2 separate regions of the Gossypium hirsutum genome follow, and region 2 is linked to region 1. The links are chromatin contacts, called in public Hi-C maps. All regions are on one chromosome and are shown on one strand. The core of a region is the stretch at or near the end of the contact, and the rest is flanking DNA. Distances in the headings are between cores, read along the strand shown.

Region 1 (7,184 bases), core at 3,007-5,506:
TTGTAGTGATTGCACCAAGATTTTTTTTCTTTTTTCACTATCATCATTATTTTTAATAGTTACAAGAATAGAATTATCATCAATAGCTTCAAACCCTGGCCTTAACATTACTTTTCTCCTTGTCTCCTCTCTTTTAATCTCAGAAAAAATCTCACGGAGCTTTGGAAGTGGTTTTTTTCCTAAAATCCGAGATCTCACTTCATCAAATTCTTTATTTAAACTAGCCAGAAACAAATAAGCTCATTCATTCTCTTCCTTTTTCATAACTTTTATACCATCTCTGGGACACTCTCATTCATCATTATAACACTGATCCAGTTCTTGCCAAAGAGACATCATCTCATTATAATAAAAAGTAACTTTCTTTTCCCCTTGTCTAGCTTTCTAGAGTTTTATTTTTAACTCAAAAATCTGTGAAGCGTTTTCTAAATCTGAATAGGTGTCTTTCATAGCGTCCCAAACATCTTTAACAGTCGAGAGAAAAAGAAAAGGTTTACCTATGGATGCTTCTATAGAATTAATAAGCCACGCAGTTATCATAGAATTTTTTACCTCAACTTGCTCATCTTTGGATTGCCTACTTGTGGTTGCTTGACTTCTCCAGTTAAATGACCTAGCTTGTCGCGCCCATCAATTGCTAACTTTACAGACTGCGACTATCCCAGATAATTCTTGCCATTCAGCTTGTGAGATGTCAACTGAAAAGAAAGGTGTGACACCTCTGTCCCTTGAGTTATTGTACTCTCGGTAGTTGTTTCAACGGTAGAACTTTCTTCCTCTGTTTGATTGTTAGATCTCTTATCTCCAGTGAAGGTTGTTTTAACCATGATGTTACTAGAGATTTAACCTACCTCAGATGCATTGAAAGTTTTCAAGAGAGCATTTAAAAAATTATTTTGTATTTTATTAACTAAAGAACTGAACTTAAATAGAGAAAAGAATCATACCTAATAAACTACTAAAAGATAAAATAAAATGTTCCTAGAATATCTCAAATGATTTATTCTAAGAATTATCTACCTAAATAAGATTTATCTACCTAAATAAATTTAAAATATATCCCCAAAATATATGGGTTTCACATATTTCAACAAGTTTGTTATATGAGGACGCCTTCATGGCTATCTAATGTTATGTGGACGCCTTTGTGGCTATCTATTTGTATGGACGCCTCTATGGCTACCTTGTGCATGTGTTTGGATGTCTTTGTGGCTATCTATCTATTGTGCAATGATGCCCTCTATGGTTATTTATGTCAAAGGAAGACTTCTGTGGTTATCTATAGCAAGGGAAGAGTACGCCTTTATGATGTAGTTTGTAGAATTGGCCTTCGTGGTAATGTTTTGAAGACAATTCCAATTCAGAAAACTCTGAATGAAAGCGCAATCAACGAGCTTGAGACGATGAAAGACTGGCAAGGAACGTTTTATGCTGAAAGTAGACGAAGTCTACCTGGTCCACCAGAATGAAAGGTGAATTCAGAAGTATGTCATGAGTTCAAGCCCACAAGTAAGTGGAACAATTGTGACTAAGGTAAGAACACTTACAAAGTACACAAAAGGATACGGTAAGTGAATGTTTAATATGCGTAACACTGATTCTAGTAAGTACCCGCTTAAAAGGAAAAGGCAAGTGCAATGCTCTAAGCTTAATAAGGAATAATAGACAATTGTGTGAAAGTTGTCTCACTTAGTTCTTACGAACTTACTATGAATGTATGTGATTTCAGGAATATAAAGAAGAGTGCACCGGGAGACGATGCCAAGGCTATGCTAGGAAGCGGTGGTCCGTGTTGATATGCATATAGAGGAAGAATAAAAGAAAGAGGAAGGCATGAAGAGAAAGCTATATGAAAAGCTTTTGTATTATATGATATCAACTAAGTTAAATAGAAGGTCGTCAGGTGAAGTTGAAGTCTACGTATAAGTTGTAGTACTCTGTTTGTATACTTGACAACATTAAGGCGAAAACAATAGTTGTATTATACAGAATGTAAAGACGAACACAAGTTGTACACAGAATAATTTCAATAATATACACGAGGTTATTCAGTATAAGAGTAATAGAAATTTTATTAGATGTTGTAAGAATAGTTACATAGGAAAGTATAGAAAGAGTCTAAATACATCTATCCTTAGGCGTAACACCCAATACTCGGATCCAATCGATTCGGGTCAGGTGGAGGGCGTTACACCGCCTTTGGGACCATGAGACGATGTTTTGTAGGAGGAGCATCGAAATGCAACAAAACATCGAGATAACTTGTAGGTGGACCAACTACTATAGTATAATATTGGGAACGAGAATATAAGAATTAGGCCTAGTGCCTCAAAGCTGGAATGATGCACTAGGGCAAGCCTTGAGTGGGGCGAACGAGCTTGGTCCTTGGAATGGCCCTTATGAGCAATGCAACAAGCTAGAAGTGACCCTAAATTGACAATTGGCCAATAATCGAGTAGTGTCATTGGCTTCCGAAACATGAGATGTGTCAAGCGAGTGTAAACTTGGTGTCTGATTTGACTAAGCTTTGAATCAAGATGCCTTGAGTCTTGGTCCGTTATAATCTGTGCTCAAAGTCACCAATAGAGATGCTTGAAACCTCATACGAACATGAATGCTAAACGAGCATCGAGAGAAAATATCCTCCCTTGAGTTAAGTGATTTTCTTCATAATAATAACAATAATAAACTAAACGATTTGCTTTAAATTTAGGTTTCGATTACCACTCACCTTATTAAAATAAATAACAATAATAAAAAAATAATTCTCCAAGGTTTTGAATATACCCCCACCTGTCATCTAATTGACCACCTGGCTGGCTCCAGCAAGCTTTCCATATGTATTTTTATATAAAATAGATAGTTATAAATTTATAGTCCCAAGAAATTAGTGTCACAGTTTTCTGTGGTAAATCCAGCCTCTAAAATCAGAGCCGAAATTCGGGTGGCTCACCTTACCCTACTAAAAATAACGCCAATTTCAACCGTATTGCCTTTGGGGTTATCATCTCTTTCCCATTACTCTCATCTTATCTTTCTTTTCTTTTCCCCTTTCTAGCATTTGTCTTTTTAGTGTAAGAAATATAGTAAATTAGGAATGTTGAATTTTTTATATACATAGTCATTCAATGGAGTTTTTTTCTTTTTTAATTTCTTGACTTGGTTTAGCTTCCATTCTCTAGACTACAAGTTCACTAAGAATTGATCAGATAAGATTGGCAGTTGGTTTAGTTGCTTTTTTCCAGTTTCAGAATCATTAAAAACAAAGCAAGTCAAAAACAATAAATTATTAGGTGAACTTCATGTGAGAATGCTTTTAAGTCCTTTACTCAAAAAAGGAATCACGTGCATCTTTGTTTATACTTGACTTTGTTATCAATCCAAGTTAATTTTCTTCTTCAATCTCTACCAATTCTAGTTTAACTGATAAAAATATGTTCTGCTTTTTTGTTTTCCCCCCTTGGGGTATTTTTTGAAATGATAAAGGTAAGAGAGTTTTGAGCAAGAAGTGACGAAAAATGAAGAAAAGTTGAAGGATACTTGAGATTGCAGGCACAAACATATGGGAGAGTTTCTTTTACTTTGTCATTAATGTTGGAAATCAATTTGAGTTTATTTTAATATTTTTTTTTCTGTTCACCAGCTCACTGGCACAGACTTCTATAATCTCATTTAGGCAAATACAGATTAGTACTTAAGGTTCCTGAATAAATGCTTCAAAGAAGCTCATCAACCCCAGTTTTTGGATCCCTTATCTTCCCTTTTACCGATAGTCCAAATAAAGATCTTGATGCTACTTACAGGTTACTTCAGGGAAACCATGGTGGAAAACTCGACTCCCATTGTCAAGAAAGCCTCAACTTGACATCTTTTTCACATAATTCATCTTCTGAGTCTCATTCAGCTTCAGGGTTGTTTGAATTCAATCCAGAATCGGGTGGTTTTCGCCTTAAAGGCTTTCGAAGAGCCAAGTCTGAAGGTAGCATAGAAAGATTAGATTATAGATCTTGTGATATATCTCACTTTCTAGATCCCAGAACACCAAAGAGATCTTTTCATAGGCATCATATAACAATGTTGCATAGTGCACCATCTTTTTCGATATTCAATGAAGGGGTTGAAGATGGAAAACTAGGGGAGGAGTCATTGGAGAGAACAGTTACAATTGGTGAGAACATTGATGCTGTAGGGAATCCAGATTTCAGCTTCCGGAAGAAGTGTATGGAGTTAATTCAGGAAGAAGGAGATGAGGAAAAAAAAAGATTGAACCGAATTTGAGTTTCTTATAATGATGAAGAAGAAGTTGAACTTGAGCCACCTAGTCCTCCCATGTATCTTGCTACTGGTCTTGGAATTGATTGTGCTGGCTTTGGTGCCATGGCTGATGGTGTTGATTTAAGTTACATGGATCTTGATGAGGTTGATGATCAAGAAGAGTTTCATAAGAGGCTGGTTGATGAGTACCCTTGTCATCCTCTGTTCCTAAGGAATTATGCTAAATTTTTACAGGTGAGACTATTTCAACTCTATTTTTTCCTGTTCTAATTAGGCCATTCAAGATTTTTTCTGTAGATTAAACTAACGTGTTTGATGTATGTGATGTGAATTTAATATAGCTCATATATGAATCATGTGGCTGATATTTCTCAAATAATAAGTGGCTAAACAAGTTTTAATCATCAAGATACCAAAAAATGGTCAAGTTTTAGCATTTTTAGGTGTATTTTAGATCAATCTCAAAAGTAGATTTTATAGTAGATGATTATATAACCATGAAGCCTGCTTCAGAAAGCATAGATAGCTTATACAACACAGTTTTATGGAACACGATTGAATCTTTTCCAGCAGTCTAAGGGAGATCTTCAAGGAGCAGAGGACTATTACCATCGTGCAACATTAGCAGATCCTGAAGACTGTGAGATTCTCTTGCAGTATGCCAAAATATTATGGGATCTTCACCATGAAAAAGATAGAGCCCTTAGTTACTTTGAGCGTGCCGTTCAAGCTTCTCCTCAAGATAGGTCAGTACTTATCTATGCTTGGCCAGGCACTTCAAAATAAGTTACCTAAGGTCTAACTCAAACTAGTTACTATCTTTCTTCTATATCTGTTTACTAACTTGATTTCGCTGTTGAAAAAGGCTAGGGTAACACAAACTTAGCCACTGGAATTTGTTGAACAGACCAGATCCAGAAGCTAAAGTTTAATTTGTTCATTTCTTTTTCGTTTTCCAGCAATGTCCTTGGAGCATATGCTAGTTTCCTTTGGGAAATAGGGGATGATGCAGAAGAATATGGAGAACAAGAATACCAGGGGGTAGCGTTTCTTGAATTATAGAGCAGCCATTTTTATTTTCTTTCAGAGACTAAAATGTGACATACTGTTGGTAATGCTGTAATGGATATTACCTTTTCTCAGGTTAAAGAGGAGGAAATTATGAAGGTAGCCAAGAACTTACTACCCGAAGAAGAAACTAAGCTAGCTAGGCTATCCATGCACCTTCCAAATCCAGCAGGTTTGGGGGTTCATACCGATATCCAGGACATTGATATTGAGTATTATCATACGAAGATGGTTCAGGAAAATCCTGGCAACCCTTCGGTTTTAAGCAATTATGCTCGTTTCTTACATCAGGTGTTAATTTCTATATCCCACTCTCAATTTCTGTATCATTTAGCGTCATTTGCTTGAGTGCATAGAACATAATGCAACAGAGATTAGTATTATCACCACAAGTGGATGATTCTTATTTTGACTACCATTTACACCCTTTTGTTTGTTAATTGTCCATTTTGATTGACAGTCTAAAGGAGATGTTGAAGGAGCCAAGGAATACTATTTGCAAGCCATACAAGGTGACCCTAGGAATGGTGAAACCATGTCACAGTATGCTAAATTGATCTGGGATTCTCACCGTGACCATGATAAAGCTTCACATTATTTTGAGCTAGCAGTTGAAGCTAATCCTGAAAATAGGTACTTTGACTCAGTTACTTGAAAATCTACCTTTTACTAACTCAACTCTATTTCCAATGTTCTGCAATGCCCTGGAGATTCTAAACAGATTTTCGTTATCAATAAAAATAGTACTTTTAAGAGAAATGATTCCATCCACCTATCCTTTACTGTATTTCTAAAACATAATTGAAACACGCGACAGTTTTAATCTCCTTTTTGGGTAATAAAACATTTCATTGTTAATGTATCGTTCATTTTGTAATGCTCAACCTGGCAAATTCTTATCCTACTGTTTTCTCCTTTACAGCAATATTCTTGCAGCATATGCTAGCTTCCTTTGGGAAACAGAAGAAGATGAAGACAATAACACAAGGCAAGATCAAACTCAGGTTTCTCTTCAGAACAGAGCTTTGTCTGCAATAAGCTCATAAGTCATTCATTCTGAAACCTTTAGGTACCAGATCACTAGTTCAGTTTCCAATGTTTGAGTCATCTATCAGACAAAAGAGAATAAAGCATATATCTTTATGTTTTTTTCTAACATACTTTCATTATTATAGTAATAGCAACCTTAGGATACTTTTTATTTTCCTCTTCCACATTGTTGATCGAAGAAATATAGATTCAGGTTTCAACAAGGAACTACTCCATATAAACAGTTAGCTTTAATGGACAACTTAGCCCATTGGTTCATATGATCACATTTAAAAGATGCCAATTATTTTAGCCAAAAGAGACGGAAAAAAAAAGGATCAAACTTTTGGTAAAGCATGAACATGATAGATGAACAAATGGAGCTTGTTTGCTGCAGATTGAAATTAAACCAAAGTTTTGAGGCAAGCCTAAAAGAAAATGCAATGAACCTAAAACTGCAAACATATTGCCCATTAAATATTGAAAGAACAAATTAAGCATATAATAATGGAAGCCCTTTCCAAAAAGTGTAATTCCTATGCATGGTAAAACTAGCTAATGAAAAATAAAAACACCTGATATATTGTTGTTGAATCTAACCATAAATAAACATGTTGAATTGTGGTGGTTGAAACCAATAATTTGATCCCTTCATAGAAGATAAAAAATGCCGGCTCTATGAACTTTGTCCAATTTTATATACTTGCTGGCCAGATAAGCCTCAATCTTGTCAAGATGTTTGGCGGTAAAAACCGTTTCCTCTCGATCTACTGTGGTCTCGTTCACTTCCATTGTAGGCACCTCCCCTGCCA
Region 2 (7,184 bases), core at 3,166-5,665, 180 kb before region 1:
CATGTTTGCAGAGCTCTAGTTTCGGCTGCTGAAAAAACGGTAACAGAAGAGCACTTTGCGTAGTTTTAAGGTTTTGGTTCTTTTCTGCAAGTCGTTTTGTCCTATACGCTGTGCCGTTTCACACTATTTTCGCCTCTATTTTTTTGTGGCTTTTATTTAGAGCTAATAATTTCACCGCCACACATTGATGACTGATGATTCACATCAATCGCCCACCAAAATCCAGAAACCCCCAAAGCCTCAATCCCATAAATAGCCTCCAAAATCCATCCTTCTCTCAATCTCGAATGCCTTCATTTCTCTCCAAATCCTTCCTCCGCTTGCCCCCCAAATCCCTTCTTTTTCCCATGTCCACTGTCGCAGCAGCCAAATCCCGCCTCCGCGGCGTCGTTTTCGATATGGATGGCACCCTCACCGTCCCTGTCATCGACTTCGCCGCAATGTACAAGGCTGTCCTCGGAGACGTCGAGTACAAGCGAATCAAAGCTGAAAACCCCTCTGGGATTGATATCTTGCACCACATTGAGAGTTGGAGTCCCGAAAAGCAGCAAGAAGCTTACAAGATTATTGCTGATTTCGAAAAACAGGGCCTTGATCGCCTCCAAATCATGCCTGGTTAGTTTTTGGTGGCTATTAAAGTGAAAGGGAAATGTCAGGGTCATGTTAATTATTATTTGATTTTGTTTGATGATTTGGTTCTGTCACTTTCAAGTTCAATTTTCAAGTTATATACTTGAATAGGATTAAAATGCAAGGATACCCTTTTGAAGAGGAAATCTGCTTCTTTCGTACATACTCGAATACACACAAATATACACAATTTTGTTAATATATAATATTTTTTTTGAACATATGGAAGCATTTAAAAAGTAAACAAGAATACCCATTTTTATTTTGAACTCATCCTTGTTTGACAATCAATCTGAGTCCATGTAATATGGATATGCAGTGTGGTTTCTTGTTTTGTGTTTCATTGAATTAGTTGGTATCAATTATAGAACATGAAAATCTGTCCATTATTATTTGGAAAATGTACTTATGTTTGTGGGGTTTAAGGTAAAATTAGCTGATGGATTGTTCAGTTGCAGAGTGTTGAAATTCATGTATCCTTCAAGAAGATTAAAGAAGATTGAAAGAATGTCAATGGAGAGAATTGTACTCTGAATTTTATTGATGAAATCTGAAAAACTTGCTTTTCTTTTCATCACTCAATGTATTTGTGAACACAACAATTAAAATAACTGTGAAAAACTTGGGTTTAAGAATATCATTAGCTAGCAACTTCATATGCTTTGTTTTTGGGCAAATGTAGATATCTTTCATAGTTTCCCAATAGTTACAAGGTAGCAAACATTTGGGAGTATTTTCATATGAGGTTTCCATTGATTTATTTTCATTTGATGTTTGTCTTGGATTTTGCCTTTGTGCTTGCTGGGGCTCTCTCCTTTTAAGTTGAGATTTAGCAACCGCAGTTCTCTATCTTTCAGCTGAAGAGCTTCATTTATTTTCCATTTTACATGCTAACCAATTTAAGCTTGTGATATTTGGTTGATAATGTTGTAGGTGCAGCTCAACTCTGTGGGTTTCTTGATGCAAAGAAAATACGGTCAATTTTTGCTCCTACAATTATCTATTTTTCATATTGAGATACCTATTGGTATTATAGTTATTGCCTCGCACCAGATCACTGAGCTTCCATGTATGCTCCATGTGGCTTGACTGTTGGGCTCCCTATTATTTGGACTTAGGTACGAGTGCCCGATACAAGTATGTATCCAACATGGGTATATTCTTTTTTTTTAAGATCCTCTTTGTGTTTGGAGGATTCTTAGAGATAATCGTATCTCCATATCCATGTCCAAGCACAAGTACTTAAAGAAAATTGAAGAGTTGAAACACAATAGGTTGGACCAACCACTATAGCTATAAATAGCATTTTGGTTTGCTGTGTTTAATTTTTCTGTAGTACTTAGGATTTTAATCTGTCAACCTTTCTTTTTTTCATGGTGGTGTTTTTAGATGCTAACCTTAGTTGCTTCCATTTTTTTCAGAAGGGGACTAATCACTCGCAATGTCAAAGATGCAGTTGATCTGTTTCATCAACGATTCGGAGTAAGTTATCTGAAGCATGAAACTGAACCATTCTGAGCTTTTTTTTGGTTAGATTGGGAGACAAATGAATGTTAATCTAACATTCATAGTTTTCAGATGATGTTTTCTCCGGCTCTAAGCCGAGAGTTTCGTCCTTATAAACCGAGCCCTGCTCCTCTGCTTCATATATGTTCGACTTGGGACGTTCAACCAAATGAAGTCATGATGGTTGGTGATAGTCTTAAAGATGATGTGAGTGTCCTCTTCAAAAGCAAGGATACTAAATAATGAAGAAAAAACTGATTATCCATCTCATTTATCATCTTCATACGACATGTATTTGCAGGTGGCTTGTGGGAAAAATGCAGGAGCATTAACATGTTTGCTTGATGAAAAGGGGAGATATGGCTCTCAAGACTTCGCCAACTTGGATCTAACACCAGATTTCAAAGTGTCTTCCCTGATTGAAGTTCATTCTCTTCTGAAATCTAACTTTGACTTAACACCCTGATTTCCCGGTAAAGGTCCTACACTAGATTTATCTGATAGCCTTTTTTACCTTAAGAAAGAAAGATTTTAACAGTTGAGGAACACTTGAAAAGTGGAAAACAGTAGTGGTAATTAAGGAACTGAACTTTGGTATAAGATGCTGCTTTGTTTATCTGTAGGGAGCAAAAAGAGAGATCTTTTGTAGCTGGATAACCAAGGGGTTTTGTGTGTTGTTGAACAAGGAGCATGCTGGTATGTATTTTATTCTTGGTACCTTTGTTGTTCATGTAGATGTTCTACTGTAAAGAAATATTAGGCAGAAAGTCCCTCTTTGTTAATCTTTTTTTCATTGGTGAATTCAATTATGTTAAAGAAGGAATATCTTTGTGAAATACCCATTACCCTCAAATGCTGATCCCCAACCAGAAAATTAGGAGTGTGAAAGCTGAATAAACCGAATAGACTTAATTTAGGTATTTATAGTTTTATTTTCTTTAATTTGTATTTTTCTTAAATTTGGTTTACTTTTAATTTTGTTTTATATTAAATTCTTTATAAAAAATTATTAAAAAATTTAAATCAAGTAATGTTTAATGAACTCAAAAAGGTACCTACCAAGATATATTTTCCATGGTCGCCATATATGATCATATTTTTTACTGCTCTTGACGAGTATATGTTTATTTAGATGTTTTATATATATTAATTATTAAAATATTGATGAATATTGTGGATTTAGACTTTTAATAAGATTAAGTTTTAATAATAAATATTTAAGTGTATGAAAATGGGTTGTGCAATTTATTCGGTCTGATTCACTTCGGTCGGGTTTTAGAATATCTTTTTTCACACCCCTACAGAAAATGCTGCCAAGTCTCATATTACAGGAGTTCTACACTCTCTCATCTACTTTCTAACCTGAATCATTAAGCAATACACACAACAGATACAAAGCAGCGAATAGCAACAAATATAGAAGGAACTTCAAAGAGTTCACAAAGCAAAACTACATTTTAAAAAAGGCAAGTTCCAGTTCAACACTATGGTACTTCAAACCCTAGACCCTGTTACAGCAGGGCCGCCCTTAGGCACCGGCTGGCCCTCATATTCGGTGTCTAGATACCCTGGTCCATACCTACTGCCAAATAGACCAGCATGGATCAAACAAACGTACAAGAGTTCGGTTAATGTGAGAATTATTATGAGAGCTTCAATTACTCTCAATCTCCACCCTCTCCACCCTCCTATATTTATATGCTTGCAAGCAAACCTGTCAAGGGAAAACAGTTGTTTTCAAAAATGAAAAATGGAGTAATTGGTCGAGTTCGATAAATACATAAAATGGGTAAAATGCGAAGTTCACCCAAAGGCTAATGCAGTCAAGGCCCAAGCTATTAACGAAGATGAACCAGCTTCAGCCAAACTATCACTTCTCCAAGACCTAATATGACCCCCTCCTGCTAACTTTGAAACTATGCCGGCTACAGCAGCCAAGATTGAGATTGTCAAGAAGAAACCGGTGGCTCCATTTCCACCCATACCTGAAACACTTCCCTCGGGTTAAAACCAAGCAACACAATGTTTTCTTTTAAACGTAACAATAGGGTTATCACTTACTTGGGTGAGCAGTTTGGCCATCGATAAACCTATTAAAACACCAGCTAGCGAATCCGAGCACAATGAAATACATGATCAAGTTGAGAAACAGCAATGGAGCTGCTATATTCCTTCCAACTGTAGCCATAGTTAAGTCAGATAGAACAGTTGAAGAAGCAGACAACCCAAGCAAATTTGCTGACTTGAGCCTAAAGATTTTGAGCAATGACAAGAGACTATGGCTATGGATGGTTAATCTAGGGGAAGTTATAAGGTGGATGGGATCTACGTGTAAAGCAGTGAGGCAATGCATGCAAACGCAGGGGAGTGGATACAGGTGGAAGGACACCTGTCGAAAATGGTGTTTACGTCTTACAGTGATCCTTGTCTTCTGGAATCTGGAAGCTTTAGAAATTCTGCTGACGGTGTTCATATCCAGTGTTTCTGAGAATGTATTATTAGTTTATTACCCAGCGTTTAATTTCCTCGGTTTCAAATTTCTTATTGTTCTATTAACCCAATGGGTGCATTTTCTAGAATTCCTAAATTTGTTTAAAAATTTAACTCTCTATATTTAATTACGTTAATATTATTATTTCAACTCAAATTAAATATTATTATTTATGAAATATTTGAATTTGAAAAATTTTCGTTGCATATTCAAATCAGTAAAAAATTTAATAAAATAATTAAATAACAATTCAAACAACTATACTTAACAATTTAAATATAAGGATTACAATTGACTGAGCCTTAACTCGATTGACATTGATATTTTTATTGTCGAAATCATTTTTTTGTATGGGCCGACCTTTATATTTAAAATGAAAACGGAAGTCGCCACCAATCTTTTTTTTATGAGGTGTAATCGGGTCACCTCGTAATTTGGTTATTTTAATAAAATATTTCGATTCATCAAAATAACGATTTTAGTCTACGGAATTCAAGAAAACGGGTTCGAGAGTCGGTTATGTGCGAGGAAGGATTAGCACCCTCGTCACGCCCAAAATTTGTACCTAATTGATTAATTAATGTCTTAAATGTCAAAAATTGAAAACTTCGAAAGAATTTGAAATACGATCCCTCCCTTTTATTAACGTTAATTTTAAAAAAAACGTTTGAATGAAGTTGAAACGAGCATCAATGGCCCACTCGTCCCGCGATAACAATATGTCACATCTCGTAAGTTAGGATGCGACACTTGAACCATTGAGAATAAACTTGCCTTTAATTTTTATTCAAAACTTAGGTATTTTAAATTTAGAAGGATGTTTAGTTGTTTAGATTGAACGAGAAAATCGAAACCCCGTAAGTTAGGGTACGACTTCTCGAATTTTTAAAAACGAAACATAGTCTTATTTTAAAATTTTCTTTTTTTGAATAATAGCGATTACAAAACCTAAACGATGTGTGCTATTTAGTTGAAATATAATAAAATAGCCCATTATGGATAAAGAAAAAAAAATTAAACGCGACCTTTGAAGTGGTTTTAATGATATGTGATGGAGTAATAATATACAACATGGAGTAATAATTTACGAATAAAATGTACACTAATGAATCACAATAACATGAAAATACGAATAAACGAATTATAATACACATAATGACAATAATCACACCACATGTCACTTTAATAACAATATTAACAATTAAAGAAAACGAAACAAAAAATATATAGAACAATTTGAAGTAAATAGTATAAAACAATTTAAAGTAACTAATATGTAAAACAAATTAAAATAAATAATAGACAAAGCAATTTAAAATAAATAACATATAAGACAATTTAAAATAATATATAAAAAGTTTAAAATAAATAATATGTAAAAAGAAGTTTAAAATAAATAATGTACTAAAAAGTTTTTTAAAAAATAAATGATATATATAAAAAACAATTCAAAATAAATAATATATATGACAGTTTAAAAATAAATAATATATAAAAAATTTAAAATGGATAATAGTTTGAAATAGTTTAAAATACATTATATGTGGAAAACTTAAAATAAATAATAAAAAAATAATTTAAAATAAATAATATATGAGAAAAAGGTTTAAAATAAATAAATAAATAACAAATTTGTGAAAATAAATTGAAATCAAACAGATTTGGGACTAAATCAGGACAAAAATGAAATTAAAGGTAAAAACTATAATAAAATAAATAAAGAAGGACCAAAATGAAAGGGCACGAAAGGGCAGAGGGCCAAATGGGTAAAAAAAACAACCCCTGGACACATGTCCATTTTCCAGCGCGTCAGTGGGCCCGGGACCCGATTGAAAAACAAACAAAATTCTGTGGTCAAATTAAAATAGAAAATAAGAAAAAAACCAAAGGGACTAAATTAAAAAAAATAGAAATGCGGAAGGGCTAGGGGTGTAAATAACCCATTGAACAAAAACACGCGGATCCCCCTTGGAGTGGGTTGGGTCACATGCGGATAGGCCCTAAATGGCGTCATTTGGGCATCTGTGGTTTGAGCCCAAAACGGCGCCGTTTTATATCCTTATAAAAATAAAATTGTTTTCCTTTTACTCATTTCTCCACTATTTTAAAAGAAATAAAATTCAAAGGGTTCCTCCTTTCTCTCAACCCTCTTTTTTATGCGCCCAAAGGCTGGCCATGAGGCCACCGCGCCTCCGCCGCGTCTCTACCGTAGACGGTGACTGGGGCTACCAAAAGTTTGGTTTTTCAATCTTTCTCAAACTCTTTTTTATTTGTTTTTTTAAAAACTTTTTGAAAACTAGATCTATGTTTTAAAATAAAACACACAACAAAAAAGGAATAGATCACGAAGGGTTGCCGGAGCTCTCCTCAGTGGTGAGGAAAAATGAATCGATGGTAAGCTCTTTCTTTTTATTCTATGTTTCTTTTATTAAAATAGATTCGTAAAAAAATAAAAAGGATAAATAGAAAACGAAAAACAAGAAAAGAATAAAAAGCAAACACCTTTTTAACTTCAATTCTGTTTCTTTTTTGATTTTCTATTGTGTGTTCGTAAAAA

The links. A called contact is a pair of places that touch in the nucleus more often than the background predicts.
Region 2: a Hi-C map of leaf shows a contact between it and region 1, with 3 times the contacts expected there. The contact joins the promoter of LOC107914946 here to the promoter of LOC107914960 in region 1. A contact is called at or near these places in 11 of 34 Hi-C or Micro-C datasets (callus, hypocotyl, leaf and 2 more).

The regions. Positions count from the first base shown.
Region 1 is chrD10:46,011,986-46,019,169 of Gossypium_hirsutum_v2.1, reverse strand. LOC107914960 reads left to right here and starts at 4,256. Exons shown (of 6, transcript XM_016844034.2): 1 at 4,256-4,509; 2 at 4,849-5,021; 3 at 5,235-5,316; 4 at 5,419-5,634; 5 at 5,804-5,976; 6 at 6,266-6,544. The coding sequence starts at 4,330. The coding sequence ends at 6,389. It overlaps LOC107914959, which reads left to right and starts at 3,712. Exons shown (of 1, transcript XM_041102393.1): 1 at 3,712-4,278. The coding sequence starts at 3,712. The coding sequence ends at 4,278. LOC107914961 (nuclear transport factor 2) reads right to left here. Exons shown (of 10, transcript XM_016844035.2): 10 at 7,094-7,184. The coding sequence ends at 7,094.
Region 2 is chrD10:46,188,362-46,195,545 of Gossypium_hirsutum_v2.1, reverse strand. LOC107914946 (membrane protein PM19L) reads right to left here and starts at 4,415. Exons shown (of 3, transcript XM_016844016.2): 1 at 4,198-4,415; 2 at 3,944-4,121; 3 at 3,573-3,850. The coding sequence starts at 4,324. The coding sequence ends at 3,631. It overlaps LOC107914945 (haloacid dehalogenase-like hydrolase domain-containing protein At2g33255), which reads left to right. Exons shown (of 6, transcript XM_016844015.2): 1 at 1-615; 2 at 1,570-1,606; 3 at 2,052-2,112; 4 at 2,209-2,343; 5 at 2,438-2,609; 6 at 2,760-3,078. The coding sequence starts at 195. The coding sequence ends at 2,602. It overlaps LOC121222232 (a long non-coding RNA gene), which reads left to right and starts at 6,748. Exons shown (of 2, transcript XR_005919412.1): 1 at 6,748-7,021.